Regions from separate parts of the Mus musculus genome. Here region 1 is linked to region 2. Evidence: chromatin contacts called from public HiChIP or PLAC-seq data. All regions are on one chromosome and are shown on one strand. Each heading gives the region's core, a stretch centred on a gene start, on an enhancer-like site or on the middle of the called end of the contact. The rest is flanking DNA. Distances are from core to core; before and after follow the strand shown.

Region 1 (4,913 bases), core at 1,373-3,872, 2.0 Mb before region 2:
AAATATGAGGGGCTGACGGGCGGCAGAACCTGCAGAGCCAGGCAGCGGATGAAACATTTTCCAAGACAGGTGGCGAATGAAACCTGCAGAGTGTGCCACCCAGGGCCTGATCTGGCTGTGTCTGAACTGTCCACTTCCCCCTGGCTATCCAGCTGGACGCTTGGAAAGGCCTCCGGGACGCCACTCTCCAGAACCTTCCCTGGGGTTGCACACTTGGCTCTGTGCAACCACTTAAGAAACGGAGTGACAAAGCCAGGCCCCACTGAGCTGTGAGGAAACCACATCCTGCGGGTCCTTTCAGGGGGCCTGGGGGCCTCTTCCCGGCTTTATTCACAGGCGCTCGCCCCTCCCTGCCCAGCCGTGGATTTAGCGGTGTCTGGCAGCGGCTGATCACAAACACAAAGGCGTCCTTCTCCTCCGAGGCATCCAGACCTGAATGCGCTCAACAGCCCGCAGAGGGCGGTCTGAGGGGCATCAGAAAGCTCCCACCCAAAGCCCGCCCATCGTTTGCAGCTCAGTGAGTGCCCCTGCGCCCCAAGCTCTTAGGTGCCATTCCCTAGAGGGCCACCAGAGGGCGCCCCCACCGCCACCAAAGGAGAGGCGGGCAGGACCCGGTTCCCACACCCGGGAGGGTATTGTCCTGGGCAGGAGGCTGCCTGCGGCACCCTCCCGCCTTACCCAGGATTGGACGACAGGGTTTTGCTGCCTCTGGCAAGCCTGGAGTCACATACCCTGGTTAGTGAGATCTTCAGGGTGCTGGTGGGTTGGTGACCCTGGAGTGCTCAGGAACTCAGTAGGGGAGGGGAAAAGTCGGATGAAGCCCACAGGTGCCAGGGGGAGGAGCCAACCCCACCTCAACCACCGAGGTCCGCTGCTGCAAACTTCCTAAGTACACTGGGCCTGATTAAGAACTTGGATGGGCAGGGGCTCCCTCGCCCTGACTCCTCCCTCGCTCTGTCTCCTGTCCCCTAACCAGTCCCGTTAGAGATACACTGAAAGCTTGAAGGAAGACGGTGTGTGTGTGGGGGGGGGGGGGGGGGAGGGTGCGTCTGGACTCTGTTGTCACCCACCAGAACTGGGTCTGGATGTCCTAATGCTCATGGCATCGGGGAGCCAGCTATGAAAGCCTAGGATCAGGAACGTGAGGAACCCCTATTTTAGAGGCCACTGGAGTGGGAAGAAGCCACCTCAGGGGACCCTCAGACATCTGCAAGTGGGCAGAGAAAGCATGGGTCGCTGCCACCTCAGATGCCTGGGGGGTGGCAGAGTCTGCCCCTCTCAGATCCAGGGGCAAATGTTGCCAAACTGGAGGTTGCTCCCGCCCCAGTGTCTCCTCCAGCAGGAAATCTCCATGACACCTTGCCTAGACCTGAGGTGTAGGAGTCCTCGTTGCCAACCGCCCGTGGAAAGCGGACTCTGCCAGGACCCCATTAGGATATTGGCTGGCTTGTGCCAATCAGGAAGCCGCGCCTGGCCGGGTCTCCAGATCTAAGGAACCCAGGCCGGGGCCTCCTCCTCCTCCTCGAAAGCGGGCTCTAGTCACCGCGCGCGCCTTTGCAGAGGGCTTCGCGGGCCTGCGGAGCCATAAAGTCTGATCGAAACCTTCCGGGTCTCCTGCGGGTTTCCAAACCCGACTTCAGTCAGGAGGGTGGGCAAGAGGTGGGAAGAAGCCGGTACCCGGGTCCCCAAGCTGGAGTGCCTAGCTAAGCTCTGGCAGTGGGAGTTGGCGGGATGGGGACGGCAGCGGGCTTGACACAGCAGAGGTTGTCACCCGCACCGGCGGGACAAGGCCGATCGCTCCGGTGGAGGAGGGAGACGGGGTCGCGGCACGCTCGCCGTGCGGGAGGCTCTTCTAACATCGTCAGCGGGGCAAACTCGGGAACCCCAGGTTTTCCGGACGCCCACAGGCGCGTCCCCGGCCTGGGGTGCGCGCCCCTGACCTCCCACTCCGGCCGCGAAGCTCGCGGGGCGCACCGCTCCGGGCGTCTGTGACACCGGTCACCCCGCCAGAGGTCTCTGTGGAGCTGCTTTTAACCAGAGACCAGGCTCCGGCTGGGCGACCACCTCCCCGGGGCGCCCGCGGCTGCGGCGCACGACTGCACGGAGCGGGAAAGGGACCGGCATCCTCCTAGACCTGCAAGCGTGAGCCTCGAGCAGCCCGAGCCCCAGCCTCAGTTTCTCTGTCTTAAAAATGGGTTCCCCCCCACACCCCCGCCTCACCGGGATTCGCGCACCTCTCCGAAAGGAGCAAGGGCGAGTCTCCCTTCTCCCTTGCACCTCGTGAGCGCCTGGGGACTCGGCTCCCGAGTGCCCAGGGTCCCGTGCCCCTGTCGTTCACTCACCACCCCGAGGCTGAGGTCCTCCGCGCGGGGCGCGGGCGCTGCGCAGCCCCCATGGGCCGCCAGCGCCAGTACAAGCAGCAGTGGTGGCAGCCCCGGCCCGGGGCGTGGAGGGCCAGGTCCCCGGGGGGACCCAGGTCCCCGCGGGCGGCGTCCCATCCCGCTCTCCCAGGTCGGGTGGCGAGGGTCCCCGCACCCGCCAGCAGCCAGCTCCGCGCCTCGCTCGGCTCCGCGCCCGCACCGCTCCGCTCCGCGGGACTGAGCCGCGCGCCCGCCCGCCTCCGGGGCAGGGCCATGCTAATGTATGCTAATAAACATCGCCCCGCCCACTCCCTTAAAGGGGCCCCCGCGCGGGCGGGACCCGGTAATGGCACAGAAGCTTTGCCCACCCCGAAGGCTGGAGCACTGCTGCAGACAGGGAGCCGGCGGATCGGGCTGCGAGTGTCCTAGAGTTCTCTGCCGTCCTCTGGACGCGCCCCCTGGTCGCCTGCTAGAACCCTTGGTTTAGTTTCAGGTCACTTAGGACCTAAAGACCGCTGCAGCGCGCGTGATGGGCACACGGGGGAGCCCGCGGGCCACAGAGTCTTGGGGCGAGTGGGAGTAAGCACCCCGATTCTGAGAGATCGGAGGTGGGGGAGGGGATTAGTGTGATACAAGAGAGCGTAGGAGGGAGCGGGGGCATGGGGTGGGATGGGATGGGTGAGCGTGGGCGGGAGTAGGGGCTTAGGACGGGAGACTAGGCCGAGAGCACACCTGAGTCCTGTATGGAGCCTTGGGCACAGAGCACCTTTTCCCCTTAGTCCGCCAGGGAGCATCTAGCCTCTGCTGCTGAGGGTCTGCATCAGGTGTGAAAAAAGAGACTTTGTTTTGAGGGGCGGGGAGTGAACCCCCCATGCTTCCGGCGGGCTGGACCCGTTCTATCTCCGTGAGCCGGGAGGCTATGAATAGCAAACATTAGCTGGGATCTGGCACCCGCTCAGCACTTTACAGATGAAATTTTCTTTCTCGCAACCCGTAAGAAGTGGAAACCATAGTTCCCAATTTGTACACAAAGAAACTGAGGTCCAGAGAAAATAATACCTAAGTAGGAGACAATGTGGAGTGACAATGTGGAAACTGGCTGGGCCAAGGGACAGAGTTCAAAACCAGCGCCCTCCCACCCCAAGCCCCCGCCCCAGCGGCTGGGTCTCCAGCCCCTTCCCCGCGGGTTTCTCTAGTCCCTCGGTGTCGTTAGGATTACAGTCTATTTATTGTTTGCACGCGGACACTGAGGTTTAGATGATGCCTCTAAAGGAGAGGGTGGGTGACTCCCTGCTTTGAAGGCAAAGTTCCCTCCCTCAACTCCCAGCTGGTGTCTATCCATACCCTGTTGCTCTCGGGGGTCTGGGTGGTTTGGGGAGAAGATTAGATTCTGCACCAGCTTGAGATGGGTCCGTGGGTTGGGGGGTGGGAGGGCGGGGGTTAGGACCTTGACACGAGAAAGCCCTAGAGACAGAGAGTGCGCAGCCACAAGACAGTAGCATCTCCCGGGTGTTTAGCTATGTGGAACAAACTCCCTATCAACCCGTGGAACAGTACTGCCCACAGTTAGTTAAAAATGGGTCTTCCTATCTCAATTAACCTAATCTGGATAATCCCTTCGAGGCGTGTCCAGAGGCTAACCTAATCTAGATAATCTCTCACAGGTGTGCTGGGAGACTTGTTTCCTAGGAGATCCTACAGCCCGTCAGGTTTACAATATTAATGCATGACATTAGTTCATGCTGCATTAGAAGGAAGGTCGGTTCGGTCCCTAGGGAGAAGATCGATGCTCTCCTGTTAGACAAGAAGAGAGAAACGTATTGCATTCGTAGGCCCTCTGAGATCAGCTTCAAAGCTCGGGTGGCCCCATCTTCTATCTGTTCTGAGGTCTCTGGGCCTCTCCTAAATGATGTCCCTATGTGGAAAGGAAATCTCAGAGAAATGTGGAGCAAATTGGGGACAAAAGAACTGGTTCAGGAATGGGTGGCTCTAGGGGCTCTGGCTCCAGACCCTTGTCCCCTTGACTCTGCCAATTCTAACTGGTACCTCCTCCCAAGGTGCCCTGCCTTTGCCTATCTGGCTCTGGGAGTTTCTTCCAGGTCTCCTATAGTTTGGTAAATGTCTACTTGACACTACAGATATACTCTTAGATGGATAGGAATCTTTTTTGGTTTGTTTAGAACTGTGTCCTGCTTCAGCCCCCGAGTGCTAGGATTTTAACTGTGTTCTCCCATACCCAGCTAGGATGGGGGTCCTTGTAGTTATAATTGAGTTAAAAAAAAACTTGAGATAAGCTCACTGGGGATTGTCTAGGTGACCCCCAAATCCACTGTCAAGTGATCTGATAGAAGCAGAGGAGGCCCGGACATGGTAGCAGGACTTTGAAACTCCAGCGTTTGGGGAGGCAGAGGCAGGAGGATGGTGAGCTGCAGGCCAACTGGGCTCGAGAGTTTTGGAAGTGGTTTTAACAAAACTCCAAAGGAGCAGACGAAAGAACAGGGGAGAAGCCACAGGAGAGTTTGTTGGCTTACAGACAATTTTGCTAGACTCTTC
Region 2 (4,708 bases), core at 996-3,495:
AAGAAAACAAGATCGTGCTGAGGACTGTTAAGGTGGCTCAGCTGTTAAGGTCATTTGTTGTTCTTCCAGAGAAACTAACTTTAGTTCTTAGGACCCACATCAATGGCTCACAACCACCTGTAACTCCAGTTTCAAGGGCTATGGTGTTTTCTTGCCTCTGAGGGTACTTCGTGAATGCACATGCGCACGCACGCACTCACGCACACACATGTACACACAAATAAAAGATAACCAAATATTTATAGAAGTAGGATCTTACGATTTGTGTAATTTGTTGCTTGTTTGATTTCTGGTGTTGTGCCTGACCAAAAACAACTTGGGGAGGAAAGGGTGGTCTTTCAGGTTATAATCCTTCCAAAAGGGAAGTCGGGATGGGAACTTGAGACAGGAAGTTGGAGACCGGAAGCTGAAGGCAGGAGCCATGGAACAATGCTACTTATTTGTCCTGCTACTTTCATTATACAGCCGAGGATCACCTGCCCAGGGTTGGCATCACCCACAGTGGGGCTGGGCCCTCTCACATCAATCACCAAGCAAGAAAATGCTCTCACAGACGTGCCCACAGGCCAATCTGTTGGGGGCAATTCCTCAGCTGAAGTTTCCTCTTCCCTTGTGTGTGACATTGACAACTGAAGCTAACTGTGCCATTGGGTCACTTCCCACCACCACCTCCAACACTGTGACCACACTAGAATATTCTGCATTCTGGGTTTGTCTCCATCCTCAAAGTACCAAGTTCAGGGGCCCCAGCACACTGCCTAAAATTCCTCCCTCCACACACTTAACTCCAAGGCCCCTCCGAGCCATTAGCTTCGCCATTTCCCTGAAGAGACTGACCCATCGGATTAGTTAGTACCAGTCAGACTGCGCAGTGAGTTACCAGCTCAGTCAGTCCAAATGGTTTATTAGCCTTATCATTCCAATACAGAGTTTGTTCAAGTATGTCATGCTTAGCTTAGCAGAACTTTTTCTTTTTAATTGCCTGTGTCTGTATGTGTGGACATACATGCAGTGTCTGCTGTCTATCCATTGTGTGGGGCTCCCAGCAGGGGGATAGAACTCAGGCTATCACCAGGCCGGGTAGCAAGCACCTTTACTTGGTAAGCCATCTCACTGGTCCAGTCTTTAAGCAAACGTTCCAAGACTCAGTCTTACTTACCAGCAGGACTAAGAGTCAGTTATAGGCTGTAAATAAAGGTTTTGGTTTTAGTTTCTTTTCTTTTCTTTTCTTTTCTCTTCTTCTTTTCTTTCCCTTTCTTTCTTTCTTTTTCTTTTTTCCTTTCCTTTTTTTTTTTTTTTTTTTTTTGAGACAGGGTCTCACTATGCAGCCCTGGCAGAACTCACTGTGTCGACTACACTGGTTTCGAACTCACAGAGATTCGCCCGCCTCTGCCTCCCAAGAGCTGGGATTAGTGGCATGTGCCACTAAAGATGTGTTTAGTTTTATGTGTATGGATGCTTTGCGTTCATGGAGGTCTGTGCACCCTGTGTGTGTGCAGTAGCCCTGGAGGCCAGAAGAAGGTGCCGGATCCACGAGGAACTAGAGTTACAGATTGTTAGGAGACACAAGGTGGGTGCTGGGAATCGAGCCCAGAACCTCTGACTAGCAGCCAGTGCTCTTAACTGTGGAGTTATCTCTTCAGTCCTTAAAATAATAATAATAATAATAAGAAGAAGAAGAAGAAGAAGAAGAAGAAGCAGCAGCAGCAGCAGGGCGGTAGTGGCGCACGCCTTTAATCCCAGCACTTGGGAGGCAGAGGCAGGCGGATTTCTGAGTTCGAGGCTAGCCTGGTCTACAAAATGAGTTCCAGGACAGCCAGGGCTACACCGAGAAACCCTGTCTCGAAAAAAACCAAAAATAAATAAATTTTAGTAATTTTTGTTTTAAGAAGAGACAGAAAAGTGAGATACCAAGAGAGGGAGAGGAGGCCGAGACTGTTACACTTGACGCCTGGGTCCTGAGAAGATGGCAAGAAGGGAAGATTTAGACCCTGGTGACCTGGATTAGGAACCCAGTTTGGGGCCGGAACCTCGGAGTCTAGGGTTCCAGTTTCCCGGTGGAACCCCTCCAGCCATAGGAACCACCATCCCTCCACGCATCTCAACAACAAACCGCTGTCAAGTGAAAGGCCCGCTTGGCCGGATTTCCGGGGGCGGAACCGGCAGCCACCCCCGCCCAGCTTGCCCAGTTAAAAGGCGGCGGCGGGAGAGGGAGGGAACTCGCTGTCTCGCGAGAGTTGGGCTACCGAGTCCTCAGTGAACCGGCCATGGAGGGCGAGCGGGCGCCGCTGTTGGGTTCGCGGCGTCCGGCAGTGTCGGCGGCGTCCGCGGTGTTCGCGGGGCGGCGTGCGGCGTGCGGGGCGGTGCTGTTGGCCGAGCTGCTGGAGCGCGCGGCCTTCTACGGCGTCACGGCCAACCTGGTGCTGTTCCTGAATGGCGCGCCGTTCGACTGGGAGGGCGCGCAGGCCAGCCAGGCGCTGCTGCTCTTCATGGGCCTCACCTATCTGGGCTCGCCGTTCGGGGGCTGGCTCGCCGACGCCCGCCTCGGCCGGGCCCGCGCCATCCTGCTCAGCCTGGCCCTCTACCTGCTGGGCCTGCTGGCCTTCCCGCTGCTGGCCGCGCCCCGCTCGCGCTCCTTCCTCTGCGGGGACCCGCGGCCCGAGCTCGTGCGCAACTGCTCGGCGCCCTTCCCCAACGGGTCAGCGTCGTGTCCCGAGAACGCCGCGCGCCGCTGTGCCCCCGCCACCTTCGCGGGGCTCGTGCTCGTGGGTCTCGGGGTGGCCACGGTCAAGGCCAACATCACGCCCTTCGGCGCCGATCAGGTGAGCCGGACCCGCTCAGGTCTTCCCGGGTTTGGGGACCACCACCCCCCCCCCCCCCGCCGCACCTCCTGCGCACCACGGCTACCCGAACCTAAGCGTTGACTTTAACAACGCTGGGGACACGGGGGAACTGGCACGGTAGCCTGTGTATCATCTGCACCTCCTGTCCCCCAGGGTTCTTCCACTGATTGGAAAAAAGGAGCCACCCCAAACACCTAAGCCTACATCCCCACTTGCCTCTGCACCTATGCGCAATCGATCGGAAAGCACAGGGCTGCCCACCAAGCTTCCCAACCCATAGACCTGCACCCCACATCGCCTCAGATCTAGAGAAAGGTTAAGGTGAGGGAGAGGAATTTCCCAACCCAGGGAATCTCCCTTGTAGTGCAGAGAAGAAGGCCACCTGCCTCTGATCCCTCCTTGTTAGTGGAGGTGAGGAAGGAGACCTGCTCTTCCCTTGGAGAGTGGCAGGAGGAAACCCATCTGCTCCAACACCCGAGTGGGTAGGAGGAAGGGCAAGACTCCCTCTAATGCGTGTGGGGAGGAAGCCCATGAGTAGAACCCATTCCACACCTGGCACTAGGTCCAGGACTGAGTAAGAGGGAGTAACAGCCCCTTCCCCTCCCCTGTGCGCACCGCTGTCCACATCTGCTCTTGCATCTGGTAGGGGACTGTAGGAGGGGAGAGAACAACACCCACCCTCTGCTCTGGGGGAGCTTTGTGTGTGTGTGTGTGGGGGGGTGGTGGTGGAAGTACTGGAATAGGGGAAAGCTGTATAAACAGTTATGATCTGGGTGGTAAGGAAGAGTTGAGGTGGGATTTATTCGTGATGCAGTAACCATTGTGGTTTTAAGGAGAAGGGACGTTCTGTTGGTGGAGTCATCTGCGTTGAGATCTGAAAGAGAAAAGGGTGAAGTTATGACTTGGAGGATAGACATGTACAAAGGCTCTGACACTGCCCTAGCTTCCCTTTTACAAAGTTAGGGGCAAGAGACAGGCAAGCGCTTAGTTTCCATCTTTAATGCTTTAAGTAAGTTTTGGGGTAGGGTGTGGCAGGTGGGAAAGACCAGCATCATTCGCTGCTACTCTGACATCCAAGAACAAGGGATGAGGAGGGAGCCAGAGCTGTGGAGCCACATCTGCTCTGCTTCCCTTTCTTAGGGGACTCCCATGCCAAGAATAGTTCTAGTGGTCAGATGCAAATAGAGTATTTTGTAAGCAGTGGAAATTATGTGGGGTTTGAGTGTCAGGCTCTCAGGATAAAGCTTGCTTTCTTCCTTTCTTTCTTCTTCTTTTTTTTTTTTTGGTTTTTCAAGACCGGGTTTCTCTGTGTAGCCCTAGCTGTCCTGGAACTCACTCTGTAAACCAGGCTGGCCTCGAACTCAGAAGTTCACCAGCCTCTGCCTCTCAAGTGCTGGGATTAAAGGCGTGCGCCACCACTGCCCAGCTTAAGGTCTCATTCTTAATTGCTTACACATCCCCGACCTCTGCCTTCCATGGAGCTGTAAAACTGAGTAAAGCAGGGGCTAGATAACTCCTAAAACAGAACACGTGTTGTCCTGTTTCAGAAAGACTGCAAATAGCTATCCTAGAGTGCGTTGTGTGCCAGGAGGGTGAGAGCACGGCTCAGACTACCGCTGGTCTGAGGAGAGAAGTGTGGCCTAGAGTGGAGGCAGTGCCTTGGACTGAAGGTTGCACTCAGATTGGGAGGCTGGCTATAGGAAGTGCTAGAGGGTTATTTGTGTGTAACAGGGAAGGTGAGCCCTGGGTCTTGGTACAAAACTGATCCTTGAGAAGCTGAAATTGAAGTCAGCAGAGCGAAGTCATCTCAGAGTAGCACCACAAATGTAGGACTGACTGGCCAGTGTTATATGGTGTCTGTAAGG

Evidence for each region. HiChIP or PLAC-seq counts read pairs in DNA pulled down with a chosen protein or histone mark.
Region 1: a contact with region 2 is called in an H3K27ac HiChIP or PLAC-seq map of bone marrow-derived dendritic cells, with 14 times the contacts expected there. The contact joins the promoter of Mmp17 here to the promoter of Slc15a4 in region 2. A contact is called at or near these places in 1 of 15 datasets of contacts at CTCF or cohesin (large pre-B cells) and 1 of 115 datasets of contacts at active chromatin or transcription factors (bone marrow-derived dendritic cells).

What each region holds. Positions count from the first base shown.
Region 1 is chr5:129,581,878-129,586,790 of GRCm38.p6, reverse strand. It overlaps Mmp17 (matrix metallopeptidase 17), which reads right to left and starts at 2,622. Exons shown (of 10, transcript NM_011846.5): 1 at 2,343-2,622. The coding sequence starts at 2,498.
Region 2 is chr5:127,614,929-127,619,636 of GRCm38.p6, reverse strand. It overlaps Slc15a4 (solute carrier family 15, member 4), which reads left to right and starts at 2,245. Exons shown (of 8, transcript NM_133895.1): 1 at 2,245-2,822. The coding sequence starts at 2,268.